2 separate regions of the Danio rerio genome follow, and region 1 is linked to region 2. The links are chromatin contacts, called in public Micro-C maps. All regions are on one chromosome and are shown on one strand. The core of a region is the stretch at or near the end of the contact, and the rest is flanking DNA. Distances in the headings are between cores, read along the strand shown. Region 1 overlaps mapkapk2a (MAPK activated protein kinase 2a). Region 2 holds the start of taf4a (TAF4A RNA polymerase II, TATA box binding protein (TBP)-associated factor).

Region 1 (6,994 bases), core at 1,627-4,126, 200 kb after region 2:
TGGTAGGTTGTTCGGGCTGTTGTAGGTATATTAGGTTACTTAAGGTGTTTTTGGTCACCACTTGTTTAGCCTGCATTAATGCATTCAGTGTAAGCTGCACAATTAATCATTAAAAGATCGGGATCTCAACACTGACTAAACAAATTATAAATGATAGTGATTTGCATATGTTTATTAATGCTTTGAATTGCTGCATTCAAATCATAGTTTAAAAATGCAAAAATCAAGAAAGAAATTTAGTCTTTATTCATTTGAGTTATGAAGTTGCAAATAGTCAAATTAAAGCTGCAAGCAGTGATGAAAGGGACCTCGCACCCAGGCTTACCACCGCCCAGTGGGCTTAGGAAGACAGAGAAAAGTGGACAATAATAATTTAAGCTGAAATTAGGTGGCGCTATGACTGTGACTCAATATTAGCATGTAGATGTCTTCAGGAGAGAAATCTCATTGAACCTGTGAATTTTTAGGCAGATCAGTCATTATGGGGCTGAGTTATAAGCTCTTCCCCCCTCCATGGTGAAACACGAAAATTTGTCGGTCCGCCACAGAGGCGCCCTTCGGCAAACTCTAGATCATCACAAATAAGCATCACAAAGGCCTTTGGACTAAACTAATGGATTCGTAGGGGGAGTTTGTTACACTGTAAAACATGTCATTTCCTGTTGTCAGCAAGTGGAGCTATAACTGTAGGTTATCGGACGGATGGGACAATACATGCCTGAGTTTTAACAACTTCCTGTTTCGTGGTGAATCAAAGTATAAGAGGCCGCCACACACACATTCTTTGACGAAAACTCTAGATCTTCGCAATTTAACATCGCCAAGGCCTTTAGATGACAACATCCAATTTTGGTGTTGATCTGATGAAATCCTTAGTAGAATTTCGTTAAAATATAATGCTTGGAAATGGCAAAAAAACACTTTTTTTGCACAGGAAGTTAAAAATATCTGACCTCCTGTTGAGTTTGAGATTTTGCTTAAAGCGACTTTTTTGTTGATATTGGCAATTTTCATACGTATGAGTGAATTGTAGTCCTGGGTCCAGTCCGTCAAAACTGCATAGGTGGTGCTGTAGAGACATTTTGCCACATCCACCTCCGAAAGCTATAACAAACATAAATTTTCGCCACTTCTGGGGCATGGGCAAAGTTTTGTGAGTGTTCAGGCATTCGGTGCTCGGCCCCTAATAACACAAAGTACTGGAACAACAGGTTATAGTTTTGATAAAACCGATGATGTTCATGGTAAAGATTAAAATCACCATCATATGCATTTATCTAGCATTTATCTATTATGAGTGAATAATAATTTTTTTGAAAATGAGACTAAAAATCTAAATGGGTTGTACAAATTATAATGTTAGATTTTTACATATAGCATTGGCGGCAACAGTAGTAGTAGTAACAGATAATTTATTCATTTTATTTTTAGTAATATTACAGGTTATAAGTTCTGTTTGTTAATACCAAACGTTTCTTGCAGTACTATTTTTGTAATAAATGGGAAGCAAATTACATTTGTATCCTTTCTTTTTTGCTGATCTAAATAATGGTCCGATCGGTAAAAAAAACAATGTGATCAAACCGTGAGATTTAGGATCCAGTATACCACTATTTCGACAGCCCATTTATTTATTTTTTTACAATGTTTTTTTTTTTTTTTTTTTACATCAAATATCTACAAAAATTGAAAATATGAGTGCATGAGCAATAGGGTTATTTGCACTTTTATTTGCCTCCAGCTGTTTAGATTTTTTGAATAATAAAAATATTATGTTCATAGTATGATTATATGATATTATTGTCATCAATAAACATATGCAAAAGCAACTAGACATCATTTTGGATTAAAATAATGCACCATCTAGATGACGAAAACAATGGTTTACTTGTGCCAACTTAAAAAGAAAATATTATGGGTGAAGAATATCTTATGTAGCTCTCCGGTCTAAAAAGACTTGTCCTTGGAGAAATTAATAAAGATCCAGTTTCAACCAGAAATCACTACATGTGGCTGTTTTTAATTAACTACAAACCATGTAAGATTTTAGAGAGCCATACACAGACTGCACTACACTTATGCAAAACAAGAAACGGTGCCAGGTTTCTGAAAACACTTTAGGTATTGTATCCAGATCTGAAATAAAGCTCAGTCTGGTAAGGTGAGACATTTCATTGTTTAAGCGACACATGTAATTATATGCGGAGCTGACGAATGGATCATGTTGCTAAGCCAACAGAGACTAATTATTTCCATCACTGGTCTATCGCTCGCTTTTTGTAAAGACCTAAAAGAAAAGCTTGAAATATCACACACAACAAAATCTCCTTTAAATGCTAAAAGTAAGAGGTAACTTAAGCCAACATAAGACAAACAGTCCACTAAAAACTAAGTGGCACTTTGTTTTTAACAGCTACTCCCACCATAGCACTACTTATATCAATAGATTAACATCCATGAAAGTTGGCTTCTAAAGGCTTTTAAATCATTTGTGAAGACTACGATTTAGCATTGCATTGTCATTGAGTCAAGTTAAAGAGTACGCAAGCCGTGATTGTGTAAATAAGTGAACAGCGAAAGAAAGTGCGTCATAAAGGGTCTGAAGGTGCACTAGGTGCATGTAGCTTGCGTCACAGAAACAGATTTGAAGCGCAGCCACCTGTCCGGACTGAATGCAACTAGAACATCTATATTAGACTCTAGTGACTTGGATATTAAATGTCATTAACAAATCTGGCATGGATCATTTTGAGTGACAGGAAGGAAAAGACATATGGCAGGTGGCACGAGCTTTGTTTTGCATATGAAGGGGGATATGAGAGAAGGGGTGGTGTCACGTGTGGTGTGGTGTTGTGTGAGGGGGGAGGGTGTTGGTTTTCTCCAATGAAACATGTGGCGGGGCAGAGTGTGCTCCGATTTCACTGCCAAACCCTAAAGCACCCTTGATATCCTGCTAACGTCCTGACAGCAAACAACAACCGGCTAAGACTTTAACATACACAAACACAAATAAACGTGACACCCACAGCGTCACATGGGCACAATGTTTAGAAGAAACACACAGAACTCATCATAGTATTTTTATAATTTATAAAAGGGTCACTTGTAATCTAAATTGCTTTTGCTTTCAAAGTCATTAGTTTAGTGCAGCACTGCTTACCAAGTATGCTCACATGAAGCGATATAATTCAGAAAGAGCAGGTATTAGCACAGTCTAACTGTTTTCATGCATCTGCTTGTGTGTGTCAGCATTTCTATGTATGTCAGTTATTACATGTAACATCTTGATGATCAAAATGTATAAAATAACCGAAATAAAACCTTTAAAACTAAAAATGTATCATTACTTACCAAGAATTGAACCAAAAAGTACTTCTTTAAGCCAGTATAATGGAAATCAAACAAAAAGTAATGTAGCTTTGAACCTCATAAGCGGACAAAATTTAGAAAGAAAAACAGAAATGATGAGAAATGGATAATTTCTGTAAAGATAAAAGGAAGAGTCATTTAGGTTTGAAACAACTTGAGACAAACATGTTTAGTAAAAAGAATTTCCAATTAATTTAAATAACAAAATGTTTTAATTTAAACAAAATACATTTTATAGGAAACCTACAAATAAAGATTTATAGCAGATGAAAACATTTATTAAGATGAAAACATGGAAAGAAATTGAGGAATTATTACTTTGAATATATTATGATTAATTATAATAATAATCATTGTACTGGCCCAACACCCCCTTAAGTGGTTCCGTTCTCTCATCAGCTGGAACAGAATAACTTTTGCAAAGATTATGATCAGTGTGCAAAATCCAGGCGGAAAGCCCAGAATAGCACTTGACATTTAGAGGTTAAAAGGCCACTTTCAGACCATAAAGAATGACAATGTAGACTTACAGAAGGCTAAACGCTAAAATAATTTTTTTAACGACCAAGTTAACCTTAAAAACATTAAAAACAAATGTTATTTTAAGGAAAATAATTAAAGCACATTAATTACTAGTTACTAGAGTTATTAAATAAATAAATTTTTCTTAAATTTTTTAATGAAATATATTGTTAGTAATTGGATGGGTGTTGGTCGAATTGAGCATAGCGGTAGGGTACCCCCAAGATCCTCCAAATGAAATTCAAGGCTTTTTAAGAACTTTTCGATATCATTTTAAATGAACTTCATTGCCAACTTCGCACCCATTCCGACAGAAGTATGAGGGGAAAAAAAAGTCAAATCTGTATAAAGTTTGAACCCTAGAAAATAATTATGTACAAGTGGGCTACTTGAGTTAAATAAAGCATTTTATTTCAATTTTCAGTTATATTTAATACATTGGCAGCAGCGCGGTCGTCCACCCAGTAGTGAATATGAAGGTCCAATTGAAGGTCAAACATGACCACAAATCCGTTGGCCTTATTGACTATTGACTATTATTATTGAATTCTTTAGTTATAAAAGGATCTGAATTAAGTAATAAATGCAGTTTTGTTGCTTCCGCACAAGAATGTAACTTCAACCTCAGAGTCAGGAAAAATGGTTTTGAAAACCTCTGTAATGTTCTCATTCGATGTGTAAGAGGGGTGCTCAGACATTGTTTAAGGACCCACATCACATCTGCCTGCAGAGTTGGTGTTGAGCCACAGTAAAGGGTGATTTATACTTCTGCTTCAAACGCCGGCATATGCTACGATGCTGACGCATAGCCCTTCGCCGTGGCCGTCGTGCACCTCTCAAAAAAATTTAACTACACATTGCAACGATGCGTAGCGCAAGCTCTGTGATTGGTCGGCTTGGTAGCGCTGACAATCTGAGCAGGACCGAGAGCCGCGTGAATGGTGCGAGCCCAATGGAGCAATTGTTTACAAGTCTGGAGTCCCGTGAAGGAGCTCCGGATGGAAAGTTTTGTTTTGTGTTTACCTCATAGTTAAAGTTGTTGCACGTCCGCTGGTTCCTGCCTCAAAATGAGCGAGTTTGTTCCACTTTTACATCCCGGAAGTGTTCAGGAAAAGTAAAACAGCAGCGAAGAAACTCGACACAGAGGGACATTTACACCTCACTGCCAACTAGCGTTTCGAAAGTGTTAATGCAGACCAACAGAGACAGCACGGAGAAGTATAAATGCACAGCTACGCTCGTTGCATGCGCCGTGGGTTACGCCGGTCACTTGACGCAAAAGTATAAACCAGGCTTAAGATAGGATGTTCCTTTGCTGTGGCGGCAGGGCTGGGCAAGCTACTTGAAAAATCTAAAGAGCTAAGCTATTAGCTACTCTACTTAAAATGTAGCTTAGCTACACTAAAAGCTACCCTCAGGGAAATGTAGCAAGCTAAGCTAAAAACTAATTGGAAAAAGTAGCTTAGCTACATCTAAGAAATTTTTACAATTTTTATTTTTAAATCGAACCAACTTAAATCCAATTCAATCAGATCTCAGTGATCAATAAAACTGTCATTGACACATATGAGACATAATTCAGTTATTTACTGTAAATAATATGCTGTATTAAACAGAAACAAATTATATTAAATAACGGCATACACTAAAAATCCAATAAAACCAGGTGTTACACAATACAATACTACAGTAATTTATAGTAAAGGGAAATACTTTGCAATAAGTTTTATATTGTGTGTGTATATATATTATTGTGAGAGAGTGTAAGAGAGAGAGAGAGTGTGAGAGAGAGAGAGAGAGAGAGAGAGAGAGAGAGAGTTTACTGTATGGACTGTGGTTCCATATTTTGCCAATTTATTGCAAATTTTTATTTCATCAAAATTTATTTATTTTGTTCATTGCTGAAGAAGTACTTTCATGGCAGCTCCAGAGATGAAGTTCATGCGTTATGTTCTCATACTGCTGCAGCAGATGCTAAAAACAACTCTAGTCGGGTTCCATGATGTGTTATTGTAACAGAAACACAACAACAACAACGTAAGCTGGAATCTTCTATTGCATTATGCTGATCATTCATTCACATCTCTGTGCTGTTAAGCATGTACACTTTATCCCCACTATAATAAACAAGGTCACTTCAAACATCCTAAAATGCTGAGTTAGTTTATCATCACTGTGCTTATACTTCAAACTCAATATCAAACACCTCTGCCACCACAAAGTGCTGCTGTCCAATACCAACGGATATGCAGGAAAATTATGTCCATCTGTTATCAGTGTTTTTCCTTCACCCGCTCAGTGGGAGAATGGCAGATGTGGCCCATTCACCTTCCTGAGGCCCAGTACAAAAGATACCCTCTGCACGCACACAAAAGAGCGGGGTGAGGGGTTTCTAGAGGATGGAAGGGAGGGCTGGAGGTGGAGGGCCAGCATCTTCCACCTGCTTCTGTTTAAGGACTGATCACACAACAGCCTGTAAGCTACTTTACAATTGAACAGTCTTTGTGTGCGTGATGCGTTTGGAAAATGTGTGTTTGAGAGACATGACAGACTATAGCTCATTGTGATGACTGGCTGTCCCCATGTCACAGTAAACATGTTTGCGTCAAAGTGTCTTGATCTGATTAAAGACATCTGCCAGTGACCCTTCTGACTTAACTCAAAAGAAGCTTTGTCTGACATATAATAACAAAGACATCACAATATACCTCCTCTTATTTGTTCAGGACTGTTTACCACACATTATAGATTCATTCTCATCCCATTGCAAAACATGTCTACAAGTTAGTATAAGTTATATTATTATATGGGTTAACGCTTCCTTCACTTCTTATGACATACAAGGGCTTTACGGGCACACTCTGGTTTATGCTCTCATGAAAAGCTTCGGAAAATGAACACATCTAGATCTCTCTTCCTAGCTGCTGAAACAACATGTCATCTGGTAACCCACAAAAGCACTTTTGATCACCGCAGGCAATCATTGACAAATAAGTTGGTAGAAAAATACTCATTCACAAGATTGAGAGTGGAAACTGTATTTGAATGCCCTAATACTGTATAAAGGAAAATATCTGAAATATCTGCAAATTTTGAAAAGCAA
Region 2 (6,515 bases), core at 316-2,815:
ATATTACTAATAATCATGTTGTTGGAAGTCTGCAGGACTTACTTCTCTCTTAATAGAAAGAAAAGTCACAAAGAATGTATGGAGACTGAAGCTGTCAATATGTCTGACAGCTCCTATTGAAGAAAGCGAGTTAGGCATGTTCGGAGTGTGTTTTAGATAAACTAACTTTTAATTACACTCTAATGAAGATATACTTTTGTTTTATGCACTTATTTTTTTCAGTTTGCAAGTATTTCAGGAGAGAGCAAACTTCACACGAAACCAAAACACTCCTCGTAAGTTTCTCTATACACATATCATGTCATTCCAGACAACATTCAGGGAAAGTGCTAATGTGAGCGTGGGGTACCTGGAGGTAGCTGGATATTCTGGATGTTCTGGCCCGGGCTGCTCTGAGGGAGTCGGGGCGCTAACACCTGTGGCGCGCTGGCCCTGATGGTCGGGCTAGATGATGCTGATGCTGCTGCAACAGTTGCCGGAGCTGCGGTTCTCGCAACCCCCTGCAAAACAGCCCCCTTGGCCACTGCAGGGCCGACAGTCATGCTGCCTGCGGGCTGGATGATAGTTTTAGGAGACTCGGACTTGCTCGCGGTGACAGGTGCAGAAGTCTGGTTCAACAAAAGAGGGGTCGTTGTAGTAGTAGAACTAGTAGTAGTAGTTGAAGTAGTAGTTATTCCCGGGGTCGCTACATTGGCTACAGAAATGGTGGTATTATTATTACTTCCGTTAATAGTTAAACCTGCTCCAGCAGTTTGCATAGATGGCCTGACAACTGTCACTAAGGGTCCTGCACTGGATGCTGCGGCTGGAGGAGTCCCGAAAGAAGACTGTATCACTGTGTTTGGGCTTGGGGCGACCGTGACGTTTCCGAGTCCTTTCGCCACCCCGGGCCCGTTATTAACAACCGGGACAGAAGTTGAAGCGTCGTCTGACGATGATGATGATGGACCACTGGACACTGGAGTGCCGCTTTCAGTGTGCGGATCCATTGCATTGCCTCCGTTCAAAGTTTGCACTGTGGACGTCCCGATCAAAGTAGTTACCATAGCATTAAGAAAGACCGGATCGCCTTAGCTGTCTTCCATCTGTGCCTCTGGCACATCAGTTCAGGAAGTTTGGGTTTTCATCGGCTTTTCCCTCCAGTTGCTTTTCGAAGGAAACAAGCGTGAGTGAATGGGAGTCTCGTGTCACAATGTCAATAAGGATTTGACAAGCGCCCGTGTCACCTCAAGTCCATTAGTAACAATGCTCTTGGGAGAAATAATCATCTAACACACTTGAAGAGCGACTGCTTTCATTATGTTCATATGTACAAGAGCTCGCAAAATGTCAACATTAGCTAGTTGAATTGCCTCTTTTCCCGGAGTCAGCGGGGTGATTTTCCGGCTGCCTGGGCGCTTACCTCAAACTTATTATGGCAAGATGTGGAAACGTCTAATCTAATACAACCTGAAGTGTCGGTAAAAAGTTTCTTTCCCACTCTTTTAATACAGAAATCCTTATATAGCAGGTCAAAGCCTGCCGCCATCTTCGATGTGAACAGTGAGGAGCTTTGGATAAAATGACATTGCGCATGCGCGCAAAAGCGGAAACGTCATTACGCTGAAGTTTTGTGGAGCCGCCATTGGTGGTCTCCGTGCGTGGAGGCGGGACATGAGAAACGTCAGTTGATTCTGGCGGAGCGCGGTCAGAGTCGGTCTGTCATCGAGAAAAGGGCCTTGTGAAGTTGAAAAACAACCGTTGAATTATACGGGCGCTGCTCTCGGTTGTGTCTAGAGGCACTTATAGCTGTTATGTGCGGGTTATAAAGCATGTAGAGGCTGTTGTGTGAACTTCACAGCGGGCTGTCTTCCCCCAAGATGGCCCCGTGTTTTGAAGCGTCTGTGTTGAAAGCGTGAAAAGGCGCCACACCTCTGCCAGCGTGACTGGCCATAGAGGGCACGCGTGCTACTGCAGCCATAGTTCACAGGGTTTCTGGTCACACGCTCAATCTTCACTTTAACTTATGCTACACTTTTTCTGTCAATGTGCACAGCGTTGCATCGGGATAAAAAGTCTGTATTTTGCAAGCACGTTATAAATAAAATATGGCTGATTAAATAGTCAACGAAGTGACAGAAAGAACCAATAGAAAGCTCTTTCTTGAACCAATAGTACCTAATTTTTTTCTAACATAATGTGAGCTGACACATTTGCTCTCAAAAGTCCTCCCTTATTTTTATAGGTGTTTTTTTTTTATAATTTGATAACATTTTGTTAAAATAGCAATTAATGAAACTTATATAAAAAACTTTATTTATCTGTGGTTGCCACAGCGGAATAAACCTACTTATCCAGCATGTTTCACGCAGCGGATGCCCCTCCAGCTGTAAACCCATCACTGGGAAACATTCATACTCTCTCTCATTCACACTTATACCCTACTGACAATTTAGCTAACCCAATTCACCTATACCACATGTCTTTGGACTTGTGAGGGAAAACCAGAGCACCTGGAGGATACCAACGTTAACATGGGGAAAGCATGCAAATCCCACACAGAAATCCCAACTGACCCAGCTGAGGCTCGAACCAGTGACCTTCTTGCTGTGAGACGACATCGTTAAACAAGCATCACTAAATATTAGTCGTGTTTTTCTGGTTGTTTTCACTATTTCTAATCATTTCAATTAAGGATGAGAACTTTAACACTTAACATCTATACCAGTGTACTTTACAACTACTTTAATTTACTAATTTAATTAGTTTAATTTTTTAATAATTAAAAAACTATTTAGATACACAAGCATTTTATTGGTATTAATTTTGCACTAATCAATATCACCAGTGAATCAGTAAACAAGTATGAGTTTTATAAAAAAAAAGGCAGATCAGATCAATGTTCATAAAGGTCGCTGATGATGTGTGGTCAACGTTTCTTTCATTTCTGATTTGAATTAAATAATGTTTATGTCATCGCGTAATCTGCTAGATTGAATGGAAAAAATAAACATAATGCTCTGGAGCAGTTGGTTCTTCTTGTATTTACAGTATACAGTGCATCCGGAAAGTATTCCTATCGCTTCACTTTTTCCATTTTATTTTATGTCACAGCCATATTTCAAAATAGATTAAATTAATTTGTTTCCTGAAAAATGTACACACAATACCCCATAATGACAATGTAAAAAAAGATTTTTTGAAATTGTTGCAAATTTATTAAAAATAAAATACCTGAAAAATCACATGTACACAAGTATTCACAGCCTTTGCTCAGTACTTTGTTAATGCACCTTTAGGAGTGATTCCAGCGTCAAGTAATTTTAAATGGGATGCTACAAGCTTGGCACACCTGTCTTTGGGAATTTTTGCCCATTCCTCTTTGCAGTACCTCTCAAGCTCTATCAGGTTGGATGGGAAACAACGATGTACAGTCACTTTCAGATCTCTCCAGATATTCAATAGGATTTAGAGGTCTGGGCTCTGGCTGGGCCACTCAAGGACACTGAAGCTGTCTTTTATTAAGGAATTTTGGAAGAGAAGATAAAAGCATGATTATACCTAAACCATAATTAATTAATATAATTTTCTTATGGCAAAACATTTAATGATAAAAAAAACCTCAAATTGAATGTGAACAAAACGTTTTGCTTTTAAACGATCAATATCAAGGATTTTGTGTTTATTTTAAGTTAATCATGTTTCAACTTATTCCTAACTTGTACATGATCCAACTTAATGTTTTAGGTCAGTTTAATTTAATGCTAATTTGATTTCACCTAAAAATTCAGTATGTATTAAATCGCAGCCCTGACTTTCTCTGCTCATTCGCTCACAGTTTCAATGACAAGCTGTTTGTTCTAAAAGAGATTTAAATGATTGTATTTGCATCACAGGTGCGGCTCTCCTGATGTGTGTGACGCTCATTGAGTGCCAGATTTAAATATCAAATATGCATCAATTTTTTATTGTTACTTTCTCTACGGTGTAAAACATAATTTCACAGTTTATAATGAAACAGTATTCTAGTGACCTGTTCAAGTAAATGCTTCAGAGGTACAGTCGTTTTTCCTACATTACTTGCTGAAAGGTATTCATTCATTAAATTTCTTTTCAGCTTAGTCACTTATTAATCATGGCTCGCCACAGCGGAATGAACCTCCAGAAAATGTTTTTTGCAGCGGATGCCTATCCAGCCGCAACCCAACACTGGGTAACACCCTTACACTCTCATTCACACACATACACGGCCAATTTAGCTTATTCAATTCAATACCGCATGTCTTTAGATTGTGGAGGCACCTAGAGCACCTAGAGGAAACCCACGCGAACACGAGGAGAAAATGCAAACTCCACACAGAGATGCCAACTGACCCAGCCGAGGCTCAAACCAGCGACTTTCTTGCTTTGAGGCGATCGTGATACACACTGCGCCTCCATGACACCCATTGCTTAAAGGTATAGTTACAAAAAAAAGATTTCCTCACCATTTTTTCACATTTAAGTAGTTTTAAATTCTTGTTAGTTTCTGAATTCTGTTGAACACAAAGAAGGATATACTGAAGAATGTTGAATAAACAGCCATTCCTTTACATTTTATCACTACTATAATAGCTAATTTTCTCCAACATTCTACAGAATATCTTTTTCTGGAAGAAGTAGATGGTGAGTAAATGATGAATTTCATTTTTGGATAAACTTTAATATTCACATCTAGTGAATACACCCAAAGTTGTAGATTAGCTCTTGACATTGGTGGTGATATACATCCCTATAGTGCAAGCATAGAACAGCACAAATTTTCTTTCATGCTATTCAAAACGTGAATAAAGGCTTTAAATACTTACAAATAACAATTAATGAAACATGTCCCATGCTGCAAAAGTCAATTGACATGATTTTACTGCAATCTGGCATTATGGAGGCATGAACATAGAGAAAATTGGAGAGGCACCTGATGCAAATTAACCGCTTTATCCTAATTAATATTTTTCAGAATTATGAAAGCCAAAATCAAAACTAAATTTAAATTACTTGCACAGCCTTGGTTAATATTTCTATGGTGGACTCCAAGCTAACTTGCCTTAAAAAACTTGAATCTCTGAAAAGTAGCTACTTATGTCCACATCTTGAAGGAGGCCTGGAAAAAAATCCTTGTATTGGTGCTTCTCATATCCAGATGTCGTTGACAGCATAAATAGGCCCAGCCAATCACACTGTTGTTTTGTGTTTGTATGAGGAAGGACACCAGTAGAGAATGTGATTTAACCCTTTATGCATGTTTAGATTACTAAGGATTGACAGAGCATTATTTTATTTTTAAGGTGATTAAATTATTGCCGGGGACATTTCAGTAATTGCAGGATATTGGTGGAGACACATACCCTTCGTCCATGCCATATCTACTCCCCTGGTTCACCCAAAAACTGAATATTGTGTCATCATTTACTCACCATTGACTCTAATAATATTTGCTTTTCTTACAATGGAAGTCAGTGATTAGATCTTTTCAGCTTTCTTCAAAAAATCTTTCCATCACTCGTTTTTAATTTGTTTGTGTTTAACAGGAGAAAGAGTCCTGTAAAGGTTTGAAACCACTTAGGGGTAAGTAAATAGGTAGTAAGTTGTCATGTAGGGGAATATCTTACAAATAAAGTGGAGTTACTGTAAAATGATAATAATTAAGAGTTCTAGCATATGTAGCTTAGTTCATGGGTATTTTGTGTTTATTTATGCTTTTAAATTGCATTATGAGATCTAGATTTTTGCTCCAACAACTTTTTATCTTGAAAAGTTTACTGATTTTGTTGACAGTTTCTTTGGGAGAGCAGGAGCTCAAGTCATTTCTGCGGGGTAAAAATCCTGAACCACTATGATGATGGACTTTGGCTAAATGGTTTTATGACAAAAATAACATTTGAGATGTTGTGCAATGTGGTTGGTCCAGTGGTTTGTCTATTAATACTATGACATTGTGCGAATGTTTCACATGATCAGTTAAACCATAATAACAAGACTTTTATGATGCGCAATGAAAAAAATGCTCTAACAACTTATGATCTAGAAAAGTTTACTGATTTTGTTGACAGTTTCTTGCGTTGCCCGAGCCAATACTATCTGACTGCAGACTTATATTGTAAGCTGACACCCAATCTTAAACATGCAATCTCAGACAGGTAGTGTTAGGCGCGGGGTTTGGTATGCACATTAAAAACATTGCATGCAGCTCATCTTGCATCTGCTGCCAGATCCTATTCAAGAGGGCTCAACGTGGTGCAACTTAAGAAAACACCAGCAAAATAAGAATTGGAATTGAAAAACACGCTGCAAATGCAATCACAAATAACAAAACACATTGCAAAGCCTCACAATGCAAACGCAAAAAGAAAACTGTGCTGCAAATTTTGACAACACATACATATAAAGAAAACATGTAGAAAAATCCTTAGAGCACATGCACATTGTGATCTAAAAAAAGTTGACTGAAGTTAGCATTGTATTTAAATGATATCGTCCTTTCAATCATTAGCCTACTA

What was found. Hi-C and Micro-C count contacts between places; a contact is called where the count stands out from the background.
Region 1: a Micro-C map of caudal fin shows a contact between it and region 2, with 2.6 times the contacts expected there. The contact joins the enhancer-like site here to the promoter of taf4a in region 2. A contact is called at or near these places in 2 of 18 Hi-C or Micro-C datasets (caudal fin and hematopoietic stem cells).

The regions. Positions count from the first base shown.
Region 1 is chr11:23,285,160-23,292,153 of GRCz12tu, forward strand. The region is part of intron 1 of mapkapk2a (MAPK activated protein kinase 2a); the gene reads right to left. All of the region lies in intron 1 of LOC141376595 (a long non-coding RNA gene), which reads left to right. Among named protein-coding and RNA genes, the nearest start is that of mapkapk2a, 35 kb to the right of the region's middle. Within about 2 kb of position 2,877, at least 30 of the 62 cell types and tissues checked have an H3K27ac peak or open chromatin away from gene starts, as enhancers often do. A contact at or near this core is called in caudal fin, where this site is marked.
Region 2 is chr11:23,091,020-23,097,534 of GRCz12tu, forward strand. It overlaps taf4a (TAF4A RNA polymerase II, TATA box binding protein (TBP)-associated factor), which reads right to left and starts at 1,566. Exons shown (of 15, transcript XM_005172888.6): 1 at 350-1,566. The coding sequence starts at 1,046. All of the region lies in intron 1 of LOC141376595 (a long non-coding RNA gene), which reads left to right.